2 separate regions of the Triticum aestivum genome follow, and region 2 is linked to region 1. A link is a contact called in public Hi-C data. All regions are on one chromosome and are shown on one strand. The core of a region is the stretch at or near the end of the contact, and the rest is flanking DNA. Distances in the headings are between cores, read along the strand shown. Region 1 holds the start of LOC123071953 (AP-4 complex subunit epsilon). Region 2 holds the start of LOC123071954 (transcription factor bHLH77).

Region 1 (6,545 bases), core at 2,384-4,883:
TACATAGTATGATATTATAACTTATAAGTTGTCATGTCATGAAAATAATTTTTTGACAGATCTATTAATGCCATTTTGACAAATGTGTTAGTAGTCAAAGTTAGAGAAGTTTGTCTATATGCTTTCTAAAACCCCACATATTTCTCAACGTAAGGAGTACTTCCTTGGTGACACATTGATATGGTTTGTTCGTTATTTTAGGCCAGAAATACTACTATAACACAAAGACACAGGCAACACAGTGGGAGCCACCTACTTCTGTGAACCCAGTTATTGTGCCACAAGCATCCACCCTTGTTGCAGTTCAGCCTACCACTCAAAATACTGATCTTTGGAACCCTCACATACAAAGATGTTCAGGCTGTGGTGGCTGGGGAGTCGGTCTTGTCCAGCCGTGGGGATATTGCAATCACTGCACAAGGTACTCTGTTGATAATCTAACCTTGTAAGGTAGAATTTTTTTGTGAAGTTCTTGTGAGAGTTATCTCTATCGTGTGGATGGCGTGATCTTATCTGAAAGCACACATACTTGGATTCATATGCATCTTCAAACTACTCCCTCCTTTTCTAAATATAGGCCTTTCTAGATATTTCAATACGAATTACATACGGATGTATATGGACGTATTTTAGAGTGTAGATTCACTCATTTTGCTCCGTATGTAGTCCATATTGAAATCTCTAAAAGGGCTTATATTTAGGAACGGAGGGAGTAATGTTTATATCCTCGCAGATGCACTTGTAATCAAACACCAGATCTGACTTATGTTTGTTTTCTGTATATATTTTGACGATGACTATGGCGGGCAAAAGCCAGCCTGAACCAATTTTCATTTTCAAAAGATAGAAGGCGATACAACACAACGGTTACATAATTTCCATTTTCTGTGTATATATATAAACAACTAATACACATATGTACCAAATGTAACAAATAAACAATTTAAGGAATCTAGCTAATGTTGGCTTGTTATTCGCATCTGCAGGGTTCAAAATCTGCCTTTTCAACAGTATCCGTCTTACTCGAACAATATCGTGCCCTCAAGTGTCGCCAATGCTCCCAAAAGTCAAGGAAACATTGCAGCTAAGGACAGGTAAATGAGATTTACATTTGGCACATCAATTGGTAGCCAAATTCGGTTATGCTTCTACTCCCTACGTTCCTAAATATAAGTCTTTCTAGAGATTCCAATAGAAACTACATATGGATGTATATAGACATATTTTGGAGTGTAGATTCACTCATTTTGCTCTGTAGTCCCTATTCGAATCTCTAGAAAGACTTATATTTAGGAACGGAGGAATAGTTTATACTGCTAACCTATTTCCACCCATCATATACTTGAGCACACAAGCATCATATTATTTACCGAGTTTGTCATATGCGTGCAGATCAAGTTCAAAACCCCCTTCAGGAAAAATAAACAAAAAAGATAACCGAAAAAGAGGCCGCGCTGAGGAGGATGAGCTTGACCCAATGGATCCAAGCTCTTACTCAGATGCTCCACGGGGTGGCTGGTACATGATCTCTCTCTTCCTGGAAGCTTATTATTTCAGTTAATTTATAATCTTCCTGGCATTTGTGTTTTTTTGTTTGTTTGAGAATGGCATTTGTGGTTACTAGTTGCGATGTGCTTCAGTCTGGCTTGGCCAATCAAGGAAGAATGCATGTATATTAAGTTAACTGTCCCTGGACTGACAAGTTAATCCTCTTTCTTTGTCAGGGTTGTTGGCCTGAAGGGTGTACAGCCACGAGCAGCGGATACAACTGCATCTGTACGTCATCTGATTTGCAACTTACCTTTATCTAATCTTGACTATACTTGCCTACCCTCTGATTTTCATTTAAATGTTAAGTATCTTATCTCGGTACCCAAACACCCGCTGTAGCATAACATACTGTTTTGTTGGGAGCAAACCTTACTGCCTGGCCTACCTTCATCGTGCCAAATGGTGTGGGACTGATCTAGGACGTCTTATGTGAGATGTTGAATCAGGCTTCCACAAAGCATGGTTGTTTGAGCCTTGTAAACTGGGTAGCGCTTGTTAATTACTACTCCCTCCGTTCCAAAATAGATGACCCAACTTTGTACTAAATTTAGTATAAAGTTGAGTCATCTATTTTGGAATGGAGGGAGTATCAGTTTGTACTTCAGTGCACACTTCCCGTGTCTCTTGATCTGTTATGGGGAAGTGGGAATTATATGGAAGCCATCACACATGGGATCTCCCTAAAGAACCACAATACATGTGATTCCAAATACAGATCAAACCCTAATAATATAGTACTGAGAACAACGTGTCTTCTTTCTATGCTTTGATTAACAGGGCCCTCTGTTCCAACAAAGACCGTATCCCTCACCTGGCGCCGTGTTGAGGAAAAATGCGGAGGCGGCATCCGGCGGCGGCAAGAAACGCGGTGGTATGGCTGCGATCAGCAAAAGAGGGGATGGGAGTGATGGGCTTGGGGAAGCGGATTAAGTTTCTTAGTAAGCTTTCTCTGCAACCAGTAGATCCCGGTGGCTTTCTCTCCTTTTGGAAGTTGTTTGAAACTTTGGCCGACCGATAGCTAGCTAAAAAAGAAGCAAGTTATCAGCTGTAAATTATTACCAGGAGCAAGTCCAGTGCCGGAGAGGAGAAGCTAGTGCAGTGTGAGCTCACCTGAGGTTTTGTGCCCCATCGGCCGATAAAGCTAATATCATGGGGGAGTTTTCACTCCTGGACAGGCTACTGCAGTGTGAGTTCAGTAGGGCACTATGGTTGTTGCCTACAAAAAAGTGTGGCCATGGTATGAAATGCTTGAGTTCTGTGAATTTTGTACTGTAAACTGTAAGGTGGAATTTTTTGGTCATGCAGTATGAGATTGATTTTCTAGATTGACACGGCGAACGAGGGTCGGACGGGGTGCTTGATGTATGATAATTCATGTGTGCACGCTATTATCTACTGAAACTATTATCCTTTTGAAATTAGGTATTCATTCGTGATAATGCAGTGACTAGAGCTGATTGCGTGCCACTTGGCCACTTTCTCCCCTTTCTCTCCATCACAAGTAATTTTCTGGCTTGTGTGGCGTCCTCTCGGCAACCCTATATCTTCTGCTTTTTATTTTTTATATACTTTATTGTGGAATATGATTGATTATACACTTTTGGTGCCTGTAAATCGATGACGAAAAAAATAGTTCTCTCTGTTGGTACACGCCCCCCCCCTCCCTCTCCGTCACCGACCATGTCCCCTTCACGCGCGCGCGCACCCTCTCTCTCTGTGATGTGGCGGCTGTCGCCACCCTTGTCCCCTTTCCTCACACATGCCTCCTCCCCGGTGCTTCACCCTTCCGCGACAACACACACATAAGTGCGAAATGCCGCCAGTGCTTCACCCTTCCATGGCAACACACATAAGTGCGAAATGCCGCCGGTGCTTCACCCTTCCGCAACAACACACACATAAGTGCGCTTGTCACATTAAAAGCCGCCTTCTCCTTACACACACATATGTGCAAATTTAAACACAGTTTTACTACTAGATTGCAAATTTCTCCAACCAAAAGGATTTATCTTTGCAAAACGATGCACAATAGAACAAGGCCTCCCTTGGGAAAGCAAAAACTAACCCAAGGAAACAGCCAAAAAAGAAGGAGAAGAAAGAAAACTAGGCCGATCCCCACTCTACCCCGAGGAAACCCACCTTCCCCCTACCCGGCCGATCCAGATCTCCACTCCCTCACACCTCCCCCGTCCTCCTCGCCGGACGCCCGTCGCCGGCGGCGACCCCCCATCCTCCGCCCCCCTCCGCGTCTCCCGGCGGGCGGACGCACGCACGCACGCAATGGAGCAGCTCCGGACGATCGGGCGGGAGCTGGCGATGGGGTCGCAGGGCGGGTGGGGGCAGTCGAAGGAGTTCCTGGACCTGGTCAAGTCCATCGGCGAGGCGCGCTCCAAGGCGGAGGAGGACCGCATCATCTCCCGCGAGCTGGAGCACCTCAAGCGCCGCCTCGCCGACCCCGACGTGCCGCGCCGCAAGATGAAGGAGCTCCTCCTCCGCCTCGTCTACGCCGAGATGCTCGGCCACGACGCCTCCTTCGGCCACATCCACGCCGTCAAGATGACCCACGACGAGTCCCTCCCGCTCAAGCGCACCGGCTACCTCGCCGTCGCGCTCTTCATCGACGAGCGCCACGACCTCGTCATCCTCGTCGTCAACACCATCCAGAAGGACCTCAGGTCCGACAACTACCTCGTCGTCTGCGCCGCGCTCACCGCCGCCAGCCGTCTCATCGGGGAGGAGGCCATCCCCGCCGTGCTGCCCCAGGTCGTCGATCTCCTCGCGCACCCCAAGGAGGCCGTCAGGAAGAAGGCCGTCATGGCGCTCCACCGATTCTACCAGCGATCCCCTTCATCCGTTTCCCACCTCGTCTCCAACTTCCGCAAGGTCAGGTCCCCCCAAACATTTTACCTCATGTTCAAATTCCAATTTCTTTCCCCAACTACAATACAAGTACAGTAGAATAATTTGCCCCTCTCATGCCGAAGCTTCTTACTCCTATCTCAGAGGCGCGTGCGCTACTGTTAATTTATCTCGCTCAAAGGCACATGCGCTACTGTTAATCGTGCTAAAGCTTCATGTTTTGTACGTGTTCAATGTATATTTTGAGTTGCAGCAACTAGCTATTGCCTCTAATTGCATTTATTGAGCTTGAGCTGGATGTTAGATGTGAGTTTTGCACACCTGAGGTGTTTACTTGTCTTTCATGTCTCATGTTGCAATTCTGGTGCAAAGATGTGGGTTCACTAAGCCTGAAGACGCACATTTTCTTTATCTGTTCAATGCAATTTACTGTTTATATTTAATGTAGGATAGAGCAACTTTTTAAAACTCAAACCATGACATAGAGGGAGCTCTGATAAGCAACCACAGTGCTTCGTTGGGATTTTTAGGAACTCTTGTAGCAGATGTAAATGCATTAATTATTATTTCTGAAATGGGTTCTGAGCAGTGGTGCTTGTTGTTTTGCAGAGACTCTGTGATAATGATCCTGGGGTGATGGGTGCAACTCTGTGCCCACTCTATGACCTGATCTTGGAAGATCCAAATGCGTACAAGGATTTAGTTGTTAGTTTTGTTAACATCCTCAAACAAGTTGCGGAGAGGAGGCTTCCAACTTCCTACGATTACCATCAAATGCCTGCACCATTTATTCAGGTCTGTGAGCTTTACTTTTAACTTGGTCGATGTGTTCAATGATGCTAGGTTAATAGGTAGGTTCTGATTTGGAGTTCTTTAATTGGCACCATCTTATTTCCTCTGATTTTTCTGTTGCTATTTTCAGATAAAACTACTGAAAATACTTGCTGTGCTGGGCAGCGGCGACAAGTCAGCGAGTGGTCATATGTACACTGTCTTGGGCGACATATTCAGGAAGGGTGACACAGCGAGCAACATTGGGAATGCAATATTGTATGAATGCATATGCTGTGTCTCATGCATTTTCCCAAACTCTAAGATGCTAGACGCTGCTGCTGAAACAACATCGAAATTTTTGAAGGTCTTGACATTTTAGGGAAAAATAAGTGACTTCAATGATGCTGTGGTTGCTACATCACTAAGCTAACATTTTTTGCTTGCACCTATGCTGTTTGCAGAGCGATAGCCATAATCTTAAGTACATGGGAATTGATGCTCTTGGACGACTAATAAAAATAAATCCTGATATTGCAGAACAGCACCAATTGGCTGTTATCGATTGCTTAGAGGTGAGGGATGTGAAAACTTTAACATCTTCAGAATCCATGTTAATCAATAGACAATCTAGTGTGCTCCTGCCATCCATTTCAAATATATTTGTCTTGTGCTGCAATAAAATGAATATAAGATCCTTCATTAAAATCATGCTGCAGCTACTGAACTTAATTTTGTCAGAAATGGTGATATTTGTTGTTCGTTTCCACGCTTCCTTGTATTAACTCTAGGAAAAAGTATTTATAGTGAGCTAAAGCTATGTCAATTTGTTTGATTCATCGTGGTTACCACTCCACCTAGTTTAGTTGCCACTATGTCATATCCATTTCCATAGTTATTATCCGTGACTTTGTTTGATGCATGTAATTGCATCAGCACTTCTGTTGTTCTCATTAGTACTTCCGATTTCTCACCATTGGATGTTCTTATGAATAGGACCCTGATGACACTTTGAAGCGTAAGACTTTTGAGCTTCTTTATAAGATGACAAAATCAACTAATGTTGAAGTGATTGTTGATCGGATGATCGAGTACATGATCAGCATAACTGATCACCACTATAAGGCGGAAATTGCATCACGTTGTGTTGAGCTAGCAGAACAATTTGCGCCCAGCAACCAGTGGTTCATTCAGGTAATCCAGGAGTGTGTGTATTTCTCGTCAAGCACTTGGTGTAATTTTTATGCTGTCGTTGCTTGGTTTTTAGAAGATCCATTAATCCTTTAATTATTTTTCCAGACCATGAACAAAGTCTTTGAGCATGCTGGGGACCTTGTCAACATTAGAGTGGCACACAATTTAAT
Region 2 (6,263 bases), core at 2,945-5,444, 490 kb after region 1:
GGCGATGTTTTTAACAACGAAATACATTGGCCATCGTCGTCGACGAGAGAGTCAGAGAGAAAGAGAGAGCGAGAGTACTGATCTGATCTGCTCTGATCCGCGTCCCTTATAAATGTGGCGATCTCTTTTTAACTGACGCGGCGCCGCAGATGAACAGGAGCAGACGTAGGCGCAGTGAATGGCGCTGCGCTGCCTGTCTGATGTACGCCTTGGTAGAATCAGTCCGCCGTCTTTACTTTGCTCGTAGTGATGGGGCCGGCGAGGGCGAGGCTCCTACGGATACGGCGGAGCCCTCATCGGCATCCCAGCGAGCTAGCCAGAGCCAGTGCTGTCCCTGTCTGCGGGCCCGGCTGCTCATCCGTCCGATTCCAACAGCTAAAAAGGCACCCACAAATCCCAAATCAACAGCTTGCTTGTTCCTTCTGTCCATGTCCTTTCTCTCACTCTCTTTGCCCCTCACCTTCTCCAAGTGGCAACACAACCAGAGAAGAACAGTTTTGTTCTACTAGTTCACTCATCATCATCATCACCATCATCGCCAGCGTGATTAGATTAGCATGGTTGATGCAGGAACCCAGATGTGAGATGTCAATCATTCATTCACAGTGGGCAGGGCACCACAATCAAGCATCTTAATAATGGTATTTATAATTATAGGCTAGAAACGTACTCCCTCCTTCCATCTATATAGGGCCTAATGTGTTTTTCAAGACAGCCTTTGACTATTGACAAGATTAATAGCACATGAGATGTATACTATGAAAATTATATTATTGGAAGCTCCTTTGACATACAAATTTGAAGGCATGCTTTGTGTAAGTTGCATGTCATATATTATTGCTCTAACGTTTGGTCAAAGTTCGCCTCGAAAAACACATTAGGACCTATATAGATGGAAGGAGGGAGTACGTATTATATATATATAATGGCAATACAAATGATACTATTACACATCTTCAATGCAATCCCCTCTCATTTGAGGGAGAATGGATAGGAAGGGTGCCGCGCTATGTACCGATCGATCTTGGAAGCTTAGCACAAGAAGAAAGGAGATGATGATGATGATACGCAGAGCTAGCCTAAGCTACTACTGTTGCACGGCCGGGTTCCCTTTCTTGTTCAAAAGAATCATTACACCGGAAGGGACTGACGGATGGATTGGTGGAAATTAGAAAGCTAAGACACTGCTAAGGGCCCAACACTGTTAGGTTGAATCTCAGAGTGCTTCCATGGATGGTCGAATGGCAAGCTTCGCTGACTGACTCTCAGGCTCTGCTTCTCCTCTCTATGTACAGCGGTGGCGTCGAGGCTTCCCGTCGGATCGAGCTTCTTCCCCGGTGACGATGTCAAAGCTCCATTTTCATGTGGACCGTCTGCAACGAACCTAAACAGCAAGAATAAATTTAGCATCCGAATCTCGGGTCGAAAGTGATGTGAATGTTCATAATTCAGGCTGAAACTGAAACCGGATGATTTGCACTCACCGTCGTAGCTGTTGGAGGAGGTGGCGAGCTCCTGGCTCTGCCCCATGTCCATCTGAACCACGCTCTGCAGATCTTGCCAGAAAGCCCCAACCTGCACGTTTGCAACCATCACAAGCCGTTCATCATCCTGAACAATGGCAGCAGGCTCCATACGAAACATGGCGCGAGCTCAGGACATACCTGAGAGGCGGCGTCGCTGAGGAAGTGCTGCTGCTGCTGCTGTGAGGAACCCATGGGCCGGCAGAAGGCCTGGTCCAGCGGGTGCATGGCGCCCTGATCGTCGCCCATGCCGCCGTCGGACATGCCGCAGCCGAGAGGGTCGCCGTTCCCCTGGCCCATGTAGGGGAGCGGCGCGCCCGACGCCTCCAGCGGGAAATGCGACGAGCCCTGCTGCAGCTGCCCACATGACTGCTGCTGCATCTGCGATCATCGGAAGCAAAATCAGTCAGAGAGGAGGTGCCGGATGCGGCAATGGGAGCATGCATGCATATGGTAGATGCTTTGTCCTCACATCTTTGGCGAGGAGGCTGGGCAGGTTGTTGAAGTCCAGCTGCGGGTTCACCGTGGCCAGCTTCATGGACAGAAACTGCAAGCAAAAGTTGACAAGAACGGCATAAGTTCAAGATGGCAATTCGTGGGGTTTCATGATCATTTCTGCATCTGTTTTTGGTTGACAATGGGCGAGTCGTGTGTGTATGCATTTGTGTACCTCGACTTGCCGCTGCAGCGACTGCACGTAGTTTATGATCTCGTCCAGCATGACGGCCTTGCCCACCACCTGAAACAGGCAACATTTTCCCGGGTCTCAAATCTGGGCACACCAAGCGATGAAGTGACAACAATTGCGAAATGATGAGTGCAGAATTGTACGTAGTCTCGTACTAGTTACCTTGTTGCAGCCGGGCACGAGGTCCTGCAGCAGCTTCATCCGCTGGCTGATCTTCTCCCTTCTCACCTGAGCAAGAAGAAGAGGAAGCAGAGCATGAGAAATGAATTCTACTGTACCATGAAAATGATCATCAGTCCAACACACACACACACACACACACACACACACACACACACACACAATGCAAGCGAGAGGCCGAGAATTGTACCCTCTCGGCCAGGCTATGGCTGTCTGTGGCCTCGCCGCGCCGAGCCCGGACGTGGATGAAGTCCTTGGGCGGCTCGGGGAGCTTGGAGGCGCCGTCCTTGCCCTGCTTCTTGCCGCCGTTCTCGCTGCTGCTCTGCGCGGCGTTCCCCTTGCCGGAATTCTCCTCGGCGTCCTCCATGGACGTGGACTTGCAGCGCTTCGACGCCGAGTCCTCCTGCACGGCGACGACGGTGGTGCTCGTCGGGTGAGATCATCGACGTTTCGCTCCTTCGAGAACTGAACTGAGCGGAATTCTGTTCGCGCGCGGCGTACCTTGGCGAGGAGATCCTTGGCGGAGGTGGTGGACATGGAGGCGTCCTTGCCCTTCCCCTTGCTGCCGCCGGCGGCCTTCCGCTTCCTCGCATTGCCGTCGGAGCCCCCCTTGAGCGCCATCCCCGCGCCGGCCGACGCCGGATCGGACACCGACGAGTCGTCCCGGGCACTCCCGAGTTCCAGCTCCTTGAGCGCGCCGACGGGGCCGTCGTCCGGGAGGCCGAATTGCGCCGGGCCGCCGCCGTAGCCGCCGCGGGCGTCGAAGCCGGAGAGCCTGGCGGCGCGCTCGGCGAAGCCCGGGTCGGCGAGGAACTGGTCCAGGGATCCCATGGGCATCAGGTTCTCCAGGGTGGGCAGGCCGGCGCCCCCCACCTGCGGCGGCGGGTAGTGGTGGTTGTGGTGGCGGTACTGGCCCATCATGGAGAGGTTGAGCTTGGTGGGCGAGCCGAGCGGCGTGCCGGCGCCGTAGTGCTGCGGCCGGGGCGAGATCCCGTGGAGCGCCAGCCCCTCGGTGGCCGCCGCGGAGCCGGAGGCCGGCGAGGGGTGGCCCCCCGCGTCCATGGAGCTGTCCCAGTTAAGGTTGAGGAAGCCCGCCGTGGCCGGCGGCAGCTGGTCCGGCGGGCCGCAGTTCATCTCCCGTCCTCCCTCGCCGGAATTCCGCAAAGATCCGTCGCCGCTCGCCGCGCCCAAGCAACTGCGCCCAGCCAATCCAACCGCAGACCAAGAAACCGTCCGAATACCGAGCCCGCCGGGAGGAGGAGAGAAGAGCGCCGCGCGCGCGTGCGTGCGTTCGTGCGGTGCGGTGACGGGATGAGAGTGACGCAGGGCCCGAAGAGAGGGAGCAGAGAAGCGCGCGAGGCGAGGGAGGCAGGCAAGTAGGTTGAGCGGAGCAGCGCAGAGCAGCTCCCACCAAATCCCACTACGAGCAGGGTGGTGCTGAGATAAGGCAAAGGCAGGAGCTTTTGGTGTGCGTGACAACGCACGAATGAAGGAGGGAGAGGGGGAGGGGGGAGAAAGTGGGGAGTGGGAAAGAAAGAAGCACCTAAACCAAAGCGAAAAGCTCCCACCGCAGCCGCAGGCGAGCTAAAAGCAGAAGACGGGACGAGGTTGAGGTTGTGGGACGGAGAGTGGTGGTGGGAGACGAGTACTACTAGTAGAGTATGTGTGCGTGTATGATATAGGTCCAGGATGGCATGGGTCAAATTGGACGGGCCATGGGCATCGTCACCTCACCCTTTCCTGCCATGAAACCAGGGAGGAAGGAAGAAGCACCGGAGAGAGCTCGGCGAGGGCGGGGTTAAAAGGGCGAATGGCGACCGACGACGACGCAAACATAAAGAAACGCTGTGCTAGTAGCACAGACAAACATGGCGAAATTTGGGCCTGATAAACAAATTGTTTTACGGCTGCTTGCGCCCTGTTTTTCTGAACCTGGGATATTTTCCAAGTTTTCATTTCAATCGAGAGGTGAAGGCGATGGTCCTGAGCTGCTGATGCCCATGGAACCAATCATTAAATCGTGGAACGGGGGCGCGAGGGGACAAGCGACGCTGCTTGGTATTTTGGGTTGGATCCTACTACCACCACCACCAGCTCCTAGCCTAGCCAGCAAAATAAGGAGATTTTTAATCATCGTCACTGTCTACTTCTTCTCTTCTTTTTTTTGACGGGCATTGTCTACTACGGAGTATTTTGATTTGAGGATGCATGCAGCGGCGGCCCACTGGATTGGACGGAGCCCGGCCGGGCACTCTGTTGAGGCTCATCTCATCTGATCTGATTGGGGTTTTTAGCCCCTTCTGCGAGATGGCTTCTTTATCAAATTAGCGGGTCTCAAAACCATGTTCGTCTTCTCTTCCATTTTTTTCTTCCTCTGATTTTTCGAAGTTGTCTCTGAAATTTTACTTCCTGATTTCCTTTCTGGAATTACCTTTTTTTTCATGATAATACAGCAGCTCCATCATAATAATTACTCCTTTTCTTATATCAGTGATGGAGTCACGTCGAGCTCGGGTGAGGAGGTGATCAATCGTTATTTCTTCGGTGTCTGGTGTGGTGGTGTCGGAGGCAGGCGACGTTCGTTGATATGAAGCTCATAGATGTTCTGCTATCTTTTCAGTTTTGTCATGTCGGTCCATCACTGATATGCAGCTTTGCGGATATCCAAGGTGGCTCACCAAAGTGAGGGCCCTTACCGTTGAACGAATCAGACCGGGGCAACACCCGAACATGCCATCGAACTCCAGATCTGTCACCCCACCACGACTAAGACGCCGAAGTAGGAAATCATACCTGTCATCCATGAACCACGAATCGCGCACACGTTTCGTCTTCTAGATGTCGTTGGTGCAGACGACAATCTGCGTCCGCTCCTGGACCACCTCCCAAGCTCCGCGTGGACGCTGGAGCAAACGTCACAACGGCGGAGCACGAGGACACAGGTCCTCCACGACGATGTCGTTCTCGCCATGCCATCCTTTCTAGAACAGACTAGTTTCTAAATCCATCCCCAACCGTAGAACCGATGTCCTCGTCAAGGAAGGATCCGAAGAATCTTTAGGCCAACTCCAACGCGCGACCCCATCCTGTCCGCCCGCTTCCGTTTCGGCAAAAATGGACAGATGACATGGCCCAACGCGCGACCGCATCCTCAAAATTTGTCTGTTTGGTGTCTGGCCCGCCCCATTTCTAGCGCAAACATGCGCCCGGTTTGCGTCCACACAGACGTCGAATAGACGGGCACGCGCTTGCTGGGCGGCCGCCTTGGGGACGCGTGGCGGTCGTCCACCTACCTCCGCCGCCCAAATTCAATGTGCACGCACGGCGGGCCCCGGTTGTCATTCACACGGCAAAGGGTCGTCGTCCTTCTTAAATTGGAAGTCGTGGACCGGCCAATCCACAGTTTCCACTTCATGGCCGTCTTGCCTCCTCGAGCCCCGACACAAGCAAACCCTAGCCCCCATCCACCTCTCCATCGGCGACAATGGTGGGGCGATGGTTCCCCGGGCGCAATACGAGGCACGACCACGAGGTTGGGCCGTCGTCCGGTTGCTGTCGCCGCTCCCCCACCCCGCCTCCACCGTCCGTGTTTCATATCACGTCGGGCGGGGCCCCACCTCGCCGCGGTCGTACGTCAAGGCGGAGGTGTGCAAGCTCTACTAGGAGACGTGCACGCCGTTGCGTGGGGATATAATGATGAATTCATAAACCGTTCAGATCTGAGTTCATGGCACCCCGGTCCAAAGTGACAAGCATTAAGCATAGCAAAGTCATAGCAACATCAATCTAAGAACATAGTGGATAATAGGGATCTGGCCCTAATAAAATAACTCGATTACATGGTGAATCTCATCCAACTCCTCACCGACCAG

The links. Hi-C and Micro-C count contacts between places; a contact is called where the count stands out from the background.
Region 2: a Hi-C map of leaf shows a contact between it and region 1, with 9 times the contacts expected there. The contact joins the promoter of LOC123071954 here to the promoter of LOC123071953 in region 1. A contact is called at or near these places in 3 of 5 Hi-C or Micro-C datasets (all in leaf) and 1 of 1 datasets of contacts at active chromatin or transcription factors (leaf).

The regions. Positions count from the first base shown.
Region 1 is chr3B:713,499,863-713,506,407 of IWGSC CS RefSeq v2.1, forward strand. It overlaps LOC123071953 (AP-4 complex subunit epsilon), which reads left to right and starts at 3,634. Exons shown (of 11, transcript XM_044495534.1): 1 at 3,634-4,434; 2 at 5,020-5,205; 3 at 5,333-5,548; 4 at 5,646-5,756; 5 at 6,178-6,375; 6 at 6,481-6,545. The coding sequence starts at 3,832. It overlaps LOC123071951, which reads left to right. Exons shown (of 13, transcript XM_044495533.1): 9 at 202-421; 10 at 987-1,094; 11 at 1,393-1,518; 12 at 1,725-1,776; 13 at 2,329-2,874. The coding sequence ends at 2,481.
Region 2 is chr3B:713,989,319-713,995,581 of IWGSC CS RefSeq v2.1, forward strand. LOC123071954 (transcription factor bHLH77) reads right to left here and starts at 4,195. Exons shown (of 8, transcript XM_044495535.1): 1 at 2,893-4,195; 2 at 2,582-2,794; 3 at 2,374-2,439; 4 at 2,194-2,262; 5 at 1,996-2,070; 6 at 1,665-1,904; 7 at 1,485-1,575; 8 at 890-1,384. The coding sequence starts at 3,525. The coding sequence ends at 1,347. It overlaps LOC123071955 (a long non-coding RNA gene), which reads left to right and starts at 613. Exons shown (of 2, transcript XR_006434671.1): 1 at 613-666; 2 at 907-1,041.